Linked DNA regions of Rattus norvegicus: region 1 is linked to region 2. Evidence: chromatin contacts called from public Hi-C data. All regions are on one chromosome and are shown on one strand. The core of a region is the stretch at or near the end of the contact, and the rest is flanking DNA. Distances in the headings are between cores, read along the strand shown. Region 1 holds the start of Tnfsf10 (TNF superfamily member 10). Region 2 holds the start of Nceh1 (neutral cholesterol ester hydrolase 1).

The links. A called contact is a pair of places that touch in the nucleus more often than the background predicts.
Region 1: a contact with region 2 is called in a Hi-C map of mammary epithelial cells, with 1.8 times the contacts expected there. The contact joins the promoter of Tnfsf10 here to the promoter of Nceh1 in region 2. A contact is called at or near these places in 2 of 12 Hi-C or Micro-C datasets (hepatocytes and mammary epithelial cells).

Annotation. Positions count from the first base shown.
Region 1 is chr2:112,135,523-112,138,705 of GRCr8, forward strand. It overlaps Tnfsf10 (TNF superfamily member 10), which reads left to right and starts at 1,417. Exons shown (of 5, transcript NM_145681.2): 1 at 1,417-1,560. The coding sequence starts at 1,417. It overlaps LOC134485891 (a long non-coding RNA gene), which reads right to left and starts at 1,376. Exons shown (of 2, transcript XR_010064206.1): 1 at 1,185-1,376.
Region 2 is chr2:112,002,133-112,005,322 of GRCr8, forward strand. Nceh1 (neutral cholesterol ester hydrolase 1) reads left to right here and starts at 1,545. Exons shown (of 5, transcript NM_001127524.2): 1 at 1,545-1,728. The coding sequence starts at 1,591. It overlaps LOC134485890 (a long non-coding RNA gene), which reads right to left and starts at 2,598. Exons shown (of 4, transcript XR_010064205.1): 1 at 1,797-2,598; 2 at 1,329-1,581.

The DNA.
Region 1 (3,183 bases), core at 167-2,666, 130 kb after region 2:
TTAAACAGGTGACGCCCTCCCTTGCTGGGAGGGAGTCTTGGCTTTGCAGTTAAGTAGTCACTAAAGGAATCTTCCTGCAAGGCAGGGAGCATCTGCAGACCTGAGAGAATTTGAGTTCAAGTGGATTCCCTTTTGTTCCTCATGATAGGATACCAGCCAGAAAGATGTCATATGGTGCATAGAAATTAGCACCATTAGCAAAAGCAACATTGTTGCTAGAACCTGCCAGGGCCTCAGAGAGTCACAAACAATGGGCTGGGAGCTGGAGGTGGTTGTTGCAGGACATTTGGTCACATTGTGAACCTGAGATTGTGAACTGTTTCTAATTGTGCTATGGCCCAGCCTTTGATCCTAGAGCTTTCCGTTTACTGTAAACAAGTAGTTGGGGTGTAGTTCAGCCGTAGCACACACTTTAATCCAAGAGCCAAATAAAGTCAATTCTAGGTCAAGAGGCGAAGCAAGTAACCAGTTGACCAGGAGTGAACATAGTAAACAGAAAGCTCTGAATCTTTGAGTTGAGCACGGAGAAGAAGAGTGTTTTCCTTTTGGAATGTTGGTGGAGTCTTTTCCTTCTGGGACTTGGGTAAAGTAGGAAGGTTAGCTGGGTGCTTTCTCTGCCTGTCTGAGCTAGTAGGTTTTCATCCCAGCATCTGGCTCCCGACTTTTCATTGGTAAAATTCAACAGCTGGGATTTTTTTTAAGTTTTTAAAAGCAAACAAATGAACTTTTTATTGATTCTTTGTGAGTTTCATATCATATACACTCCAGTCCCATTCATCTCCCTGTCCCCTTGTAATCACTGTCTGCCTTGTAACTCCTCCCCCCACACAAAATAAAAATACAGAGAACAAAATAAATAAAGCAAAGCAAAGCATAGAAAACATCCCATCATAGAAGCTGTAGAGCGTCCCAGTGTGTCCCACAGGCTATCCCTCTGTCCACACATCTTCTCTTGCAAATGTCCACAGCGATGGTCATTGGTCTGGTTTGAGGTCTCTGACTTCTGTGACACCTTCAATATTGGATCCTCACTGAGACTCCTCCCAGTTATCCTGCTATTGCCCTGTGCTCTGGAGATCCTGCAGCTTTGGATGAGCAGGACGGGCCCTTTCACATGCTCCAGCAGTTCTTAGATGGGGTAGATGTTGGGATGGACCATCTCAAAGTCCCGGAACTGGGCTTACCTGTATCACCAGAGTGAGCTCTCGGAGTGGTAGGGCTAAGTCCTCAGTCCAAGACATAGGGTGGATATAACCTCCTCCCCTACTTTCGTGGCTGTAAATTCACTTTCACTTTTGCTCTCAACCGTAAAAAGAAACTACGTGAGCAATTTGTTTTCTAACTGAGGTCTTCCCTCTCACTGCTGCAGGGCTGCATGCAAGACTGCTCTGGGGGAAGTCAGACCTAGACAACAGCATGCCTTCCACCGGGAACCTGAAGGGCCCCAGCTTCAGTCAGCACTTCACGATGACGGTGATCTGCATAGTGCTCCTGCAGGTGCTCCTGCAGGCCTTGACTGTGGCTGTGACTTACATGTACTTCAACAACGAGGTGAAACAGGTTAGTAGCCATGTGGTCTCAGCAGCAGCTGGGTACCTGTCTGTGCTCTGCCTCTGCTTGCTCTTCTTTGAAAGCTTAGCTCTGGACTCAAATATGTCTGTCCCAGTGGTAGACTCTAACTGCTAATAAAGAGAGGACTTTGTAAAGCTGCAAGTTGGCAGACTTCCAAGCAGTTGTAGTTACAGAACAGGCTCTGAAAGCTACCAGTGGATATATTGGCACCCCCGGAGGAAGTTTGCTAGCCTTTCAAAAGTGTCTGTGAGTGGTGCAGTTAGCACTGTCACCTTGCACAAATGCTTTCTGTGAAGTGCTGTAGAGTTCCTTTTGTGTGTGTGTGTTGGGGTGGGGGGAGACAGAGGGAGACAGAGGGAGACAGAGGGAGAGAGAGGAAGAGAGAGAAAAGAGAAGAGGAAGGAAGAGAAAGGTAGAGAGAGGGAGAATGGGAGCGAGAAGAGGAGGAAGAGAGAGGGAGAGAGAAAAGAGAGGAAGAGGGAGGAAAAGAGGGAGAGAGGTAGAGGGAAGGAGAGAGAGAGGAAAAGAGGGAGAGAGAGGAGGGAGGGAGGAAGGGGAGGGGGGAGAGGGAGAGGGAGAGGGAGAGGGAGAAGGAGAGGGAGAGGGAGAGGGAGAGGGAGAGGGAGAGGGAGAGGGAGAGGGAGAGGGAGAGGGAGAGGGAGAGGGAGAGGGAGAGGGAGAGGGAGAGGGAGAGGGAGAGAGGAGCACACAATTTGGCAGTTAGAGATAAATGCCAGTTGTTTTCTCCCTTATTCTCCACCTCTCACTGAACCTTGAACTCATTGCTGCCTTTCACTGACTGAGCTAATCCCCTAGACTGCTCTGCAGTTGCCTGGACCTTGAGGTAAAGGAGGGGCATAGATTACCCCATGCTCAACACACATCTATCCTGTCTGCACTTTGACCACTTGTGAGTCTATAATAACCACTGTCCTCCAGACAAAGAGGTGGATCTGAAAAATTCTCACATAGACAAGTCACACTTTGAAAAGCTGTCAGGGAGAATAGCATGGATCTGAACTAAAATCAGAGTAGAAGCTCAAAGTGTTAGCAATTTGTCTCTCCCTGTGATTGGTTAGTGGTTAGTACTCTGCATTGTGGCTGCAGCAATCTCGTTTGAATCCGAGTCATGGAACCAAATACTGTGTTTTACAAAAAGATGGGGGAAGGAATATATTTAGTGAATGTGAAGTCTGGTGTGTGGGAAGGAGGTGCTTCTGTGGGCCCAAGTTGAGGCATCCCTTCCCCCTGAGGGCATGGGGAGGGGAGCTGAGACGGTAGTAGAGACAGAGAAAGACAGAGAGAGGGAGGGAGGGAGGGAGAGAGAGAGAGAGAGAGAGAGAGAGAGAGAGAGAGAGAGAGAGAGAGAGAAAAGAGGCTGGTCATGAGCATGTGGAGAGAGGGGGAAGGGGAAAGAGGACAGATGGAGAGCAAGAAAACAAGAGAGAGGGGAGGAGGAGGAGAGTCATCCCTTTTATAGTGAGCCAGGCACACCTGGCTGCTGCCAGGTAACTGTGGGGCGGAGCCTAGACAAAATATTAACACAAATTATCACATTTCTCAGTCCAACAAGGCTGAGGGTGTGAGGGTGGGGTGGATATAAGCCAGATA
Region 2 (3,190 bases), core at 295-2,794:
ACTTCTCAAAGGTTTTGCAAAGGGCCAAAGTCCAGTTCCCAGCACCCATGTCAAGGTGCTCGGGATCGGGGGCTGGAGGGATGGCTCAGTGGTTAAGAGCACTGACTGCTCTTCCAGAGGTCCTGAGTTCAATTCCCAGCAACCACATGGTGGCTCACAACCATCTGTAGTGTGATCCTATGCCCTCTTCTGGTGTGTCTGAAGACAGCTACAGTGTACTCATACACATTATTAAATAAATGATATTTTTTAAAAAAAAAGATGTTCAGGATCACCTATAACCCCAGCTCCAGGGGATCTGATGCTTTCTTCTGGCATCCAGGAGCACATGTTCTCCTGTGCACATTTCCACACACAGATACACACATCACATGATTAAAAACAAATGTTTTAAATAAGATCTTATTACATATAGTGCTTGCTATATTAATTATATATATAGTTATTATATACTTATCATATATAGTACTGAGAACTAAAATCAGGGCTTTGTGTGTGTGAGACAAGCTCTCTGTCATTGAACTGAACTCCCAGACTTTTTTCTCCAGCAACGTTTCACATAACCCAGGTTTGCCTCAAAGCCCTGGTCCTCCTGTCTCCTCCAATTCTGAGATTACAGGTGTTATCACCATGCCCAGCTGAAAAGGACGTTTGGAAGCTCACACAGGAGGCTAGCTATACTGGCCTTATTGCTGGAGCTATGAGAAATCAGGTGTTCTCTCTCTCTCTCTCTCTCTCTCTCTCTCTCTCTCTCTCTCTCTCTCTCTCTCTGTGTGTGTGTGTGTGTTGTGCCATGCCCCACCCCCATAGAGTCTCACCATGTAGCCCTGGATGGCTTAGAACTTACAACGTGGACCAGGCTGTGTGTACCACCATGCTCAGAAACTCTCATTTAAAACCACTTACTGAATTTACATACTGTTCCAAGTCTTTCTCTAGAGAGAGGATTTTATTATCTTTTACAATAGTATCTTTGTTTTGGATCAGATGATTTACATGCTTTGGAAGTTTCACAGTGCAACTATTTGCGTTTTCTATTTGCTTATTTGTCTGATATTTTGATTTTCTTGTGACAGGGTCTCTCATCTAGTATGGCCTCAAACTTGTCATGTAGTCCAGGATGACCTTGGCTTTCATCCTTATGTCTTCTCCTTTCGAAACCAAGATTAGCAGTTATGTGTGCCAAACACTACTTATTTATTGTTTGTCTGTTTGTTTGTTACTGTTAGTTTCTCTTCTGAGACAGTTTCAAGTAGCTCAGGCTGACCCGGAACCCCTTTTGCACACACCTTCAGAGGCAGCTTGGCATCGCAGGCAGTCATACTCACAGTGTCCGCCAGGGGTTGCTGTGCGTCCTCTGGGCTGCACCACTCTGTTTCCTGAAACCTGGCGAGCCAGCGGCTCTTCGCGAGGACACCACGGAGGGGGCACATCCGCGCTCCCACTTCCTCCCGACGCAGCTTGTGATTGGCTCGCAGCCTGAGGAGGAACACGTGAAAGAGCAGCTGCGGCTGGCAGAAACTTGCTGGTCGTCTCCGGGTACCATCGCACCATACTGCGGTCAGCTCCGGACAGCCGGGCCTGGGGACAATGAGGTCGTCATGCGTCCTACTGGCCGCGCTGCTGGCGCTAGTCGCCTACTACGTGTACATCCCACTGCCCAGCGCTGTGTCCGACCCCTGGAAACTGATGCTGCTGGATGCCACTTTCCGCGGCGCGCAGCAAGTGGTGAGCAGAGCGAAAGGGGGATGCCCCGTGTCGTCCCTGCTCCCCTAAACGAAACCCCCATCGCTTACCCCGGTTGCCCGTGGGCCCTTTGAGGATGTCACATTTGCATCCTTGTCCTGCAATAGGGATATCCCGTGTTTCCGTGAATGCGCATCTGCCTCTCCCTGTCGCTTCTTCCGATCCCCGGGCTCTGAGGGTGTCCTGTTTGCATCCTTGTAATGCAGTGGGGGCGCCCGGTGTCACCCATGTTTTTTCCGAGTGCACGCTTCCCCAGGACTCCTAGCCCGACCACCGGTGTTCGCATCCTTGAAGTCGGCGGGTAGATGTGAGTCTGGAAACAGGCGAAGTTCTCGCCTGGCGTCTCTGACAGCTGTTAACCTTTCCCAGGTCCTAATTAGCGCCCCTGCTTTCTTGGTTCGCTGTGTCTTGAGCCAAAGCCTTTAGCAATTTATAAACCACCCTGCCCCCACCTCCGTTGTGCCACTGGCTGGCAAAGGAAGAGTTAAATGTTTTTTAGCTAAGGGGATTGTGATTCCCCGATGAGCAGTAGCGACGCGCCAGCCTCCCAAAGTCCCCAGGCCTTAGCGCTCCGTTTTGGAGACCGCAAGCTAGGAGGAACCGCTCTGACCTTCGGTTCTCTCCCTGGCACCTCTCAGCTCAGCGGAAGAAAAGAAGGCCGGGAGGCTGGCAGGCCCGGAGGGTCGTTAAAGGTCCTTGTTTGAAGGTTGTTTTCTGTTTGTCTGCAGCCTTTGTTTTGCGTCCTTCGATGTCTGGGAGATAACCTTGGCCTGAGCCAGAGCCGTTGTGGCCTTTTTTAACCTGCAGGGTGGCATTACTCTGCACTGTATCCTGCTCATGAACATTGCTCCCCCGGCGGGAGGACTGTGTCATTGGTTTATTCCACGGTAGGAGAATTGCTTTTAGTATCAGAAGCACAGTCTGTTGCCAAGGTTGAACGCCATGACTGCATCGTATTTTTGAGTAGTCTACGTTATGTAGGTTTCCAGAGCTTCTCCACAATCAAGCCACACTCTATCTTTGCCCAACACTGAGCCTTAATATTGTTTTGTTTTGTTTTTCGAGACAAAGTTTCTTTATAACCCCGGCTATCCTGGAACTTTCTCTGTAGACCAGGCTAGCCTCCAACTCGCCTGCAGCTGCCCCAGGAACGCTGAGATTAAAGGCATGCGCCACTACCTACCAGGTCTTTTTTTTTTTTAAAGATATATAAACATGCATTAAAATTTTATTATTAATTTTTCTGTGTGGGTGTTTTGCCTGCATGTGTATCTGTGTACCACGTGGGTGGAGTCTCCATAGAGGCCAGAAGAGGATGTTAGGACTGTGGTTAAAGAGGGCGGTGAGCCTCTGTGTGGGTGCTGGGAATGAACCCAGGGCCAATGCTTTTAACTCATAAGCTCCAGCTGGTTTTGCTTTCTCTCTCTCTCTCTCTCTCTCTCTC